Linked DNA regions of Sus scrofa: all the other regions are linked to region 1. The links are chromatin contacts, called in public HiChIP or PLAC-seq and promoter capture Hi-C maps. All regions are on one chromosome and are shown on one strand. The core of a region is the stretch at or near the end of the contact, and the rest is flanking DNA. Distances in the headings are between cores, read along the strand shown. Region 1 holds the start of KCTD9 (BTB/POZ domain-containing protein KCTD9). Region 2 holds the start of EBF2 (transcription factor COE2). Region 3 holds the start of DOCK5 (dedicator of cytokinesis protein 5).

Region 1 (3,420 bases), core at 628-3,127:
TCATGCTGGGAGCCGTGGGACCTGGTCTCCCTGATCCAGCAAGTTTGAAGGTCAATTTAGATGCATAAAGTACTAAGACAGGGTAGCTGAACAAAACAGAATTTAATTTTTATTGCTTTTAAAAGCACTGCAATAAAAATACTCTCTCACCTGAGGAGTTCTTTACAAAGCTTTCAGGTGTAATTCCCAATTGCTCCACAGTTACTGTGGAAAAGTTTAAAGGCGATTTAAAAGTATCTGATGTACAACGATTAGGAGTCACTTCAGCTGAGTGCTTCTGAGGCGTGACAAGCTTCCCATTTCCCAATATGAAAGAAGTATTTTCTGAAACAGACAACACGTGGTGAGGGCTAAACATCCTTGTCAAGAAAAAGACCTAAACCTTAAGTTTTACAGAAAGATACCAGGTCACTACATACCAGCGTTAAAAGCAGACTCCTTGGTTTCAAGGGGCTCGCTGTCTTTCGAACTAGCATCCATCTGAAAAAGAGATGAAAGAAAAAGAGCCCCACCTCCAAGATAAATGTGATTTGATCAAGATCCTCTTTCAAGATTTAATTCTAATACAATCTATACAGGCAGATGACAAGAGACAACTTTTGGAGCTTAAATTAAAGCGAAATGTGGGAAACAAAGCGGATCTCATACTATAAAGCAAGGCTTTTAAACCTTAGCGAACATCAGAATTGAACTGGGCACCCTATTAGAAATGCAGCTTTGCAGATTCTCAAAAATTCTAATTCAGAAGATCTGGCTGGGCCCGGGAAATCTGCACTTTAAAAAGCAAAGGGGTGATCCAGAAGAACACACCTCTGAGAAACATGCCAAAAAAAAACATCTCTGCGGTAGCACCGTCCCTGAAATCCCACCCAGGCCACTCGCCTACCTTTCGCGCCCGCAGCTCCGCTCTCCTCCGGTCGGGTTTATTTTGAGCGCTCCACCGATGAGTGTCGTGCGCTCTAGACTTCGGCTCTTTGGTCCTGAAGGGTTCGCTCGAGAAAGCAACTGTCGGCCGCCAAACCAGCAGCGAGGAGGCTACCTCGTCCCCCGCCGCCGACGCTCGGATCCCCAGAGCCGGCGTAAACCTGAACCCTCCCCTCCACCCGGCCGCGGCCCGCCGCCCGATTCAAATCGCCAGCCCCGCCTCCTCGTCGTCCCGGCGTTGCTCTGCGAATCTCTACGCCGCCGCCATCCGCACGTGTGCACGCTCACCCCGAAGGCTCCCAGGTCTTCACCTCGCCGTCCCAGGAACAGGTGTGGCTTCGTGAGCTCGGAGGGACATCACCGCTAGCTGCAGTGACACAGTGACCAGGGAAACCAGCGATTGACCTCCGTCCGTGGAGACTACTTTCTTGAGAGTCTCGCGGAGGAAGCCTTCGGTTATGGCTTGTAGCTTAGTTCCCGCTCTTCCGATTGGATGCTGCAAACTTCGAAAAGAATCATTGGGCCAATCCTGACAGAACAGTCGGCTGCTCTTACCCAATCAGCCAGTCTCGACGGCAGCCGTTTCCTGTGTGCGCTGACAGAGTGGGAGGGGTTACAATAGGAAGGCGCTGACTGGTGTGGCTCGCTTTCAGCGCTCCGCCTCCTTCCATCAACCTCCGCCTCTGTATGCAGATGAGCTCTACCTGGTCTTGGCTTTGCGCCTGCTCAGTAACGCTTTGAGCCGCCGCTTGGCTCCTGGTTCAGCTCTGATTGGCCGATAACCCTTCTCCGTAGGCTAGACAGCAGTCTCTGTTCCCTCCTTCCACCTGGGTTGGGTTAGTAAGAGCCCGCCCAGTGCAGCGCGACGATTGGCTGAGTTCTGGCCGGCGCGGCCGGATGATTGGCGAAGCTTAGAGTCAGTTTGGGAGAGGTGGGGGAAGGGCCCCAGGCTGACTGAGGAGCCCAGGGGCGGGGTGGGAAGGAGGACCGGCCAACCTTGGGGTGTGGGACGGAGAGTGCGTGCCTGTGTGTGTGTGCGTCTGTAAGGGAAGGAAGGTGGCGAAGGGAGGAGAGTCCGAGTGGGTGGCGGGAGGGGAAGGGCGGGAGAAGAAAAAGGTGGGAGGAGAGCCAGGTGGGAGGGTGGCGACTCACTCAGGACCCAGTGGGGGCAGCGCGATGAGGCGGGTGACCCTGTTCCTTAACGGCAGCCCCAAGAATGGAAAGGTAAGGGGGTCGGGAGGAGGCGAGGCGGGCCCGTCTGCGGGGGGCGAGGGCAGCAGAGTGCGGAGCGGGCTCGCAGGGCAGAGGGCTGAAGTTGGGGAGAGGGGCTGGGAGCGGGGAGGTGGGCGTGCTCCGGGGTTGGGGGGTGTCCTGGAGAAGGTGTGCGTCGGGTCCCCGCGGCCTCCTCTCAACCTCGGGGATCCCTAGCCTGAGTCTGCCCTTGGACGCCCCAGCTGATATGGGGACCAGCGCAGGTCAGCTTGTGCTTAATGGTTCCTAAGTCCAGGTGGGGGTCCTGGAGAACAGAGGACCGCTGTCACCTGAGCGCTGGAGACTTCTATTCCTCTTCCCATCTCCCCCGATACCCCGCTGCCCCCCACCCCTGGCTCCCGAAAACGCTGGTTCCCACCTTCGTGCTGAGTAATGGTCTGCTCCAGAAAGTGGTGGTAACAACTAAGGCATGGGACATTAATCAGGTGAAAAGAATTAAACTCTTTTTTATCGGTGGATAAGTAAATCCCAGATCGAATAGAAGGATTGAAAATTAGTGACATTTTCCTGATGGTCCCCCCAACCCGCCCCTCTTTTAGGAACCCCAGCTCCGCCGCCGCCAAACTTCTGTACTCGCTTTATTAATCCACCTAATTTCATTTCCTTAGAGGACTGGGACAATAGACCAAAATGGGTTGATTTGACATTACTCTTTGCTGTGTTAGGCCTTTGTTGAGGGTGTGGTGCTAAATATTTGTGCAGCGCTGGAGCTAGCCAAAATGAATCCTGTTCCTTCTCAGCCTCTTGCCCCACCCATGAAAGTTGCTCGGCTTCTTTGGAAAATTTGACTGTTCAAGGCAGACATTTATGGTGTGGCTAAATGACGTTTAGAAATAACTAAGCCTTAGCGTCCGAGGTGAAGGTAGATTGCCCTCACTGTCTTATTTGCGAGAATGCTTTGTTTCCTGCATATTTAGGGAACATAAATTTTTAAATGTTGTCATTGTGCCAAGGTGAAGAAAAAAAAAATAAAGGGCTTTTCAACTACTCTTCAAGCTTGAGTAAATGTGCTCTAAAAATCTGAACCACACCCTAGTTTGTTGGCTACAGTTTTGCGTTCTTCTGGTCTTAGAGGTTTGATACTCATATGAAAACAACTGGCATAAATTCAGGATCCTGCATTTTCATAAATGCTACCTTAAATAGGTTTCACAGGTTCATGTTATTTCTGACCATTATTAACTTTGTCGGTACCTATTTTGTCTGTTGATAACTACCACTCGT
Region 2 (3,420 bases), core at 322-2,821, 510 kb before region 1:
AAATATTTGTAGCGTTTTAGTGACTAGAGTAGTTTCTTTTCCTTCCCTCCTTCTCTAGGGAATCCTCACTTATGGAGCATTCAAGTTCAATTTCAGTAAGAAATTTGGAGTAGGAGTTAGTGGAGTTGGATATTTAATGATGCAAAGTTGAAATGTGAAGTGGGCGTCAGTGGATTATTTCAGGAGGCATTGTGAGCTAAGTATTCCTCAGGATTCTGAGAGGGCGAGCAAATCTAGTTCTACTTGTACACATAAAAAGCAAAGGTGCCAACTAAAACAAACAAATTGGAAAATTCACGCCCTAAGCGAGGCTTTAGGAGACTGCTACTTATTTCATTTACAAAACCCAGACTGACTGTCCCTGTGGATCTAATTCCCCGGGTACTAGGCAGGCTCCGTTCTTCGGGTTCCATAGACCCCAGCGAAGGCGCCGTTGTGTGTCTGGGGGTGGGGGGTGAAGGTCAGGTTGTGGGGCTGGGGCGGGGGGCGGTGTTCTCACACCTTCAATTTCACCCCAGGGTCACGCTGGGTGAGAACTAGGCCCGGAGATTTTTCTAAGAAAAATCTCGGAACCTCTGACCCGGAGGAGAGAGGTGGCGCCCAGGAGGCTGGACCGAGCGAGACTGGGTAACGGGCCTTCAAACCAATCGGGAGGAAATCGAACATATCTTGCCCTGAGGTGCAGGTGTGAAACATGAAGGGAGGGGGTAAAAATTCGGGGGGGGGAGTTCATTGGGAAGAGTGAACAAAGGAGGGGACAGGGTAAAAGACGGAATACCATCATCCCCACCTCGGCTGTGTGTAACTAGATTGTCGGGAGGAATTTTAATAATGTTCATCTCCGATTTTTCTCCACCCCGCCAAGGAGTAGAACGAAGCTGGCGGGCGGGAGCCCGGGAAGCCCGCGCAGGCTCCGCACCCCTGCCGGGCCGGGCTTCCCCGGGCCGCAGCTGCGCCTGCTGGGCCCCCTCGCGGCTCTGGGAAGGTTTTGTGTGGTGTGTTCGAAAAGGTTTGTTCGGGGGTAGCTGGAGGCGATGGAGATGCGAGAGACCCTCCAGGCGAAGCCACCACCGCTCACTCCATAGCTAACCGTCGCTCCTCCTCGGCGCGGGTGGCCGACGCTGCGCCCACCCCTCTCCAAAACCTGCACAAATCTAATCGAACCTAACTCGGGTGGCAGAAACGCTCCCTGCTCTCTGAAGGCCAAAGCCCTGCCTTGCTGGGCCCAGAGCTGCTCCTCCCTCCTCTGGCCCCCTCTGCTCCCGTCCAGGTTCCAGCCGGGGAACCCAGTCCCAGCCTAGCGGGAACTTTGGCGTCTGCGGCTCGAAGCCCACGGAGCCGGCAGCATCGAGGCTGCCTTTCGCCCAGATCGCCCGGCCCGGCGGCGGGGAGGGCGCCCCTAAAGCAGTTGACCAGAAGCGGTGCGTCGGCCTCCTACCCCCAGCTCCTAGTTCCTTGGGGCCATGGCTTTGAAAACTGTCTCCAGGCGGGGCACCGCGGCCCCTGAACTTGTTTCTGGGAGGTGAGGAGGGGGGCGCCCGCCGTGCGCGGCCGTCTGGTTTGGGGCGGGCAGCAGGGAGCCAGGAGAAAGAACCAATTCATTCGCTTCCTGAGGGGCATAATTTGGGTGGCAGCTGTTGCGAGAGGGAAGAGCTAGTGACCTCGACCCTAGGTCTGCCCTTTAACCCCAGGCAACACGGCCCGAGGGGGGCAGACGGTATGGGCCAGGCCGGGGCCCACCGCTGCCTTTGGCCCCTTGGGGCTGCGGTCTGTACCTCTCCTGGTCAGAGTTGAAGTGCTCCTTAACACATCTTGAGGTGTTCACCGGCAGTTCGACACTATCCACCAAGGAGCCCGTTGGGCAGAGACTGAGGATGAGGATGTAGGTGAAATGAGAGAGTGGGTCTGGGTGCTTAGTTTTTGCAGGGGCCGAAATTATCCATAAAATATGCATGTAACAGAGAATTGCCTAGCTGAAACAAGGTAGTGAGTTTCATCGTACAATTTTTTCTCCCACCCTCCTTCTTTCTTCTTTGGACAACTCCTGTCTCACTAGGCTTTTACAGCAGTCCTGTTCCATTTTTTTTTTTTTTTTTTGCCCAATCGCTCTTCAAGCCTTCCCTGCCCCTCTTGCCCAACAAGACCAAGCCAGAGAGCCCTGTAGTTGGGGTGCCACAACTGACATAACCCAGAGGCGGGGATTTCACGTTCTCTGCGCAACCCCCCCAGCCGCCCGCCATCAGCAGCCTAGATCCCTGGACCTGGGTTTTTGTAACGAGGGTCCACACACTCTCTCCCCCTCCCCATCGGTTTTCAAGTGAAGCTCGAAGTAAAGACCTGAGCATCCTGAGCGCGATCCGCCCACACAGCCGGGTAGCGGTTTGCCCCAGGGGTAGAGTGGAGGCGCGGATCAGTGCCTTTCTCAAGAGAGCCGCACTTCTGAAAGCGCGAGCTTCCTGTCTGCCCAGGCAAACGAGTTGCAAGGCGCTATGTCCTCTAGCGGCAAACTCTCGCAGTTCATTTGTGAGCGCTCACCTACACCTAAGGGATCTGGTTAGGAGTCAATTCACCCTCAAATTTGAGTCCTAAGTGGGGGTAAAGTCTTCTGAATGCGGTACAGGCTTTTGCCAAGGCCCTCTCGGTAATGAGGCCGGGAGGCTCGGGCGCAGTCGCTTGAACTGAGGAACAGCTGATTTGTCTCCTCCACGGCAGATGGTCTTTGAGCACAGATTTGCATTCATTGTCTTCAAATCTGTTTTCGCGCTGGTGTTCTAGATTTCATCAGCAGATCTATGCACAGATCAGAATACAAAAGGAGAAGCAAGAAAATAACACCCAGCCAGGAGGATTTTTAATAGGCACCGCGAGCTGCCCGGCGTAGTAAAAAAGCCGTCTAGAGTTTCAGCTGTTTGGCGGAGCGAACGCCGCCTCCCGGCCATCAGCCGGCGGCCAGCACCGCGGCGACAGCGCGCCTTGGGCAAAGTTTCCAGGACTCCCCGCTGCCTCCCTGCAGCTCCCGTGCTGGTTCCCCGGGGCTTTGGGAACGGGGGAGGGGGGAAGGAGGGGGCTCCCGGGACGACGCCTAGCAGCTCTCGCATTCAGCCTGCCACGATCTGTCAGCAACCTCTCATCTGCACGGGTGCAACTCTCGCTTGCGTTCGCCCGGGGGTATTTTCCTTAGCTCTTTGACTGTTTTCCCCGACACTCTATTTATTTGACTAGCGCTTGAGCCTCGTTCGTCCACCACCCGCCCCCGCTTTCATTCATATATTCTTCTCTCTCAACTTGTAAACCGCACACAAAATCCGAGCGTCACCGAGTAACTCCAGGAGACTTGAGAAAGCCGTCCAGAGAACTGGTTTGCTCTAGGGAACGCTTGCACAAAACATAAGTACATGTGGTCACGCTCCGCTTCTTCAC
Region 3 (3,420 bases), core at 493-2,992, 320 kb after region 1:
GATCTGGAGAAGAAACAACATCCACTCATTTCTGAGTTATACCCATAGAAGACTGCAAGAATTCTCTAAGAAATTTAAAGGAAAAAAATTTCTGCAGCAGAGGAAAAAGAGGTACTTATATGCACATTATTATATACACACATATCTGCTTATTTATAAAGGAACACAATCCAAAAGTAATACATATGAGAGGGTTAGTTGGTTTTTTGTAACTGACTCAGGGATACAGAGTTAAAAAGTACCTAGAGATGCTAGTATCTCTGAAACTGACACAGTGGTCACGAAGCATAGAATAGGTTTAGGGACCCCCTCCCCAGTAACCACTAAGGTGAGAAAAAAAAAAAATGGGGGCAGCATGGGAGAGGAGCAGACGACTAAATTACAAACAAGCCCAATGAATGACCTGGAGAGGAAGTGATAAAAGTCTCAACCCACACAACTGTGTTTATCCTAGGGAATCTCACCCAAGCCTAACGGCCATTGTAATCGCCCGGCTAAAGGCAGAGCTCTCTCCCACAAGACCTTAGCAACCTCATTCCTCGCTAACTAGTGGAAGGACCAAGGTTTTTCACCTGGTTCAAAACCCCGCCCAGCCGCTGTTTCGGATCGAAACTAACAGAAAAGCAATCAATCCTCTGCACGTCCCGGGGCCTTCCAGCACCGCTGTAATGAATGCCAAGTGCCTAGCCCGGGACCTGTCACAGTTTTCCTAAGGCTTCGTCTTATCCCACAGCGGAATCGGGAATCACAAGGCAGTTCTGAAACCCTCTCCACACACACTCTGGTAGGGGACGAGTATCTGCACAACCAGCCCCGGGGGCCAGCCACCCCCGTTCCCAAGCCACACACTTCCTGCCGTTTCCATCACCACCACACCACCCCTAGAGTTTCGCGTTCAGTTAACAACTGCTCTCAGGATCGGAGTGCCTGGGAGGAAGGAGAGGAGGGCGGCTGCCCACCCCCAGCACCTCACTTCGGGCTTCCGAGAGAACCTAAGAGGGAAGGCAGAAAGCACTGGGGCAGCCAGCAGATCTCGCGTTCTGCCGGCCTCCGCTGGTTACAAAGTACTGAATGAAACCACACGGCCCGGGAGGAGGGGGACGAGCACCAGAACTGGGTGCCCGGGTTTTGCACGTTTCTGCCCTGCAAAGTGCTGCAGCTTTGGGTTCGGGGGACAGGACTGCCAGTTCCGGAGCACGATTGCCTTTTAACCATACGGATCCCCCAAAGCCAGCATGAATTCCCACACGGGGCTCCCGGGGAGGGTTCCGACTCCCACCGCCCCCGGGGTGGCTGCAGCCGGAGCAGAGCCCTCCCCGCGCCCCCGCGGGCAGCGGGAGCCGGATCCCGGTCCCGGGAAGGCGCGCACCTTCTGGCCCGGCGTCCGCCGCCCAACTTTTCGCCGGGCAGGGCCGCTCGCGCTAACTTGGCGGCGGCCGGGTCGGGGGCAGGGTGGGGCAAACACTCACCAACCCCGTACTTCTGCCTCTTGGTCGGGATCCAACGGGCCATGGCGGCGACCTCGCCCCGCGGCGGCTGCTGCGGCTACGGCGGCTACAACTCCCGGGGCTCCGGACGCCGCCGCGCCGCGCTCCTGCGCGCCCCAGGCTCTTCCGCCATGTTCCGGCAAACTTCGCCCGGCCCCGCGCGCCGTCTCCCCGCCGCGCCGCCGGCTATCCGCTCCGGCTCCAGCCCCGGCCCGCGGTCACCTGCTGGGCCAGGCGGCCGCGCCGCCGTGCGCGTCCCTCCCGGCGCCGCCCCGGCCCCTCCCGCCGGCCGCGCCCTCCTCCCGCCGAGGCCGCCTCCGCGCCCCGACCCGCCGGCTCCCGGCCTCTCCCGCCCGCCCCGGGCTCCGCGCTCTCCCGGGCCGGGGCCGGCTCCGCCTAGCGCACTTCCCGGGAGCAGTTTCCCAGCACAGCCTGGGGTCCAGTTTTTTCCTTTCTGTGTTTTGCTTTTTCACTCCCGCCTTCCCCACCCGGACTAAGCCCGGGAGGCTGGATCCCGGGGGGCGGGTTCCCCGCCGCGGGCGTCGGGAGGGCTGCGCTGGAGGCTCTCCCAAGGAGTGTGGGGTCCGCTCCCCCCGCACGCCTGAGCATCTAGGGGACCTAGGATGAGTTAATAGGAACTAGGATCTAGGATGAGTTGCTTCTCGCCCTCGGGGCACCGACGGTGCCCGGTACTCAGCGGGAGCGCAGTAAATATTTGTTGAATGAATGAGCAGTTGACTGCTGCGTTCACCTCCTAGAGCTTTCCCTGACACCACGAGAGCAGGAAGCCGGACTCCAGAGCAGACATGATCTCCTGGGGCCACCGTTTATTGCCTTCAAAGCCGGAACATTTGCCTTCTGGTAAATAGAGAACTGATGCAAGGGAGCCGGACTCCTTCGTATCAAGTAGTTTCCTAGGGGTGCCTCTGTGGGAAAAATTAGTTAGAAAGCCCCGACTTGGAAATCCTGTGCCCCGGAAACACCGAGACTCCTCCCCAGCTGAAGATATTGAGACCCAGCTGAAGAAATTCAGACCCTCATGCTCAAGGCAACAGTCCGCCCCAAGACTTCACTTTTCCAACAGCCCAGCTGTTGAGCATCCCTGAGGAGAGGAGGATCAGGCACGTGCATTCACTGGCTGTATTGTTTGGACAAAGAGGCAAATGCAGGGACTGTTCATCTGACCTGCCCTTAACTCCTTTTGTATCCTCTGAAACTTCTGGAACTCACTTCCTCCTGTGGACCTCGAGAATGAAGAAGATAGGCTCTGAATCCAGGTGGAGGTGGGGCGCTTGCTACCTGGCCCAGAGAAGTAAAATCTCAGAGTAACTGACCAGCTGATTTAAGTTCACCATCTGAGAACATGCCTCTTGAAATAAATTGTTTGGTTCTTGCAGTCTGTGAAGGTTTTCTTGCCTATCTGGAACATGAAAGGAAACGAAATGAAATAAACATGTAGTTGAACAGTGAAATATCATTGAAGACTTAGTGCATTTTACCTTTGGTCACTTCTCGCAAAGTCAGTTCTGAATTTTTTTTAAAGGTCTTGTTCATGGTGCGTCATTCCTAGGGCTTCCTTTCTTCTCCATCAACAAATAGGTATTTATTCATCAAGTGTAATGATGGTTTAAGAAACTGGTCCCTGTAGACTTAAGGGTTTGGGATTGGGTATGCACACAGGGGTATATGGTGTGATTGGCCAATAGCAAACTGCTATATACACAGAGAGCTCTACTCAATATTCTCCGATATCTATATGGGAAAAGAATCTGAAAAACAAATGGATGGGTTGTATAGGTAGAACTGAATCACTTTGTTGTACGCCCAAATTATCATAACATTGTAAATCAACTATACTTCAATAAAACTAAAAAAAAAAAAAAGTTCACTCCAAAGGCTTCCTTTTTCCTCTGTCAACAAATAGGGTATTTAT

What was found. Promoter capture Hi-C pulls out the DNA fragments that hold promoters and counts their contacts. HiChIP or PLAC-seq counts read pairs in DNA pulled down with a chosen protein or histone mark.
Region 2: an H3K27ac HiChIP or PLAC-seq map of skeletal muscle shows a contact between it and region 1. The contact joins the promoter of EBF2 here to the promoter of KCTD9 in region 1. A contact is called at or near these places in 1 of 5 promoter capture datasets (liver) and 1 of 2 datasets of contacts at active chromatin or transcription factors (skeletal muscle).
Region 3: a promoter capture Hi-C map of liver shows a contact between it and region 1, with 6 times the contacts expected there. The contact joins the promoter of DOCK5 here to the promoter of KCTD9 in region 1. A contact is called at or near these places in 3 of 5 promoter capture datasets (fetal liver, fetal skeletal muscle and liver), 3 of 47 Hi-C or Micro-C datasets (embryonic fibroblasts, heart right ventricle and liver) and 1 of 2 datasets of contacts at active chromatin or transcription factors (skeletal muscle).

What each region holds. Positions count from the first base shown.
Region 1 is chr14:9,516,143-9,519,562 of Sscrofa11.1, reverse strand. It overlaps KCTD9 (BTB/POZ domain-containing protein KCTD9), which reads left to right and starts at 1,877. Exons shown (of 12, transcript XM_003132815.6): 1 at 1,877-2,148. The coding sequence starts at 2,101. CDCA2 (cell division cycle-associated protein 2) reads right to left here and starts at 1,800. Exons shown (of 18, transcript XM_003132816.4): 1 at 887-1,800; 2 at 420-480; 3 at 151-324. The coding sequence starts at 480.
Region 2 is chr14:10,025,725-10,029,144 of Sscrofa11.1, reverse strand. EBF2 (transcription factor COE2) reads left to right here and starts at 1,571. Exons shown (of 16, transcript XM_001927186.7): 1 at 1,571-3,420.
Region 3 is chr14:9,195,602-9,199,021 of Sscrofa11.1, reverse strand. It overlaps DOCK5 (dedicator of cytokinesis protein 5), which reads right to left and starts at 1,742. Exons shown (of 52, transcript XM_021073736.1): 1 at 1,470-1,742. The coding sequence starts at 1,512.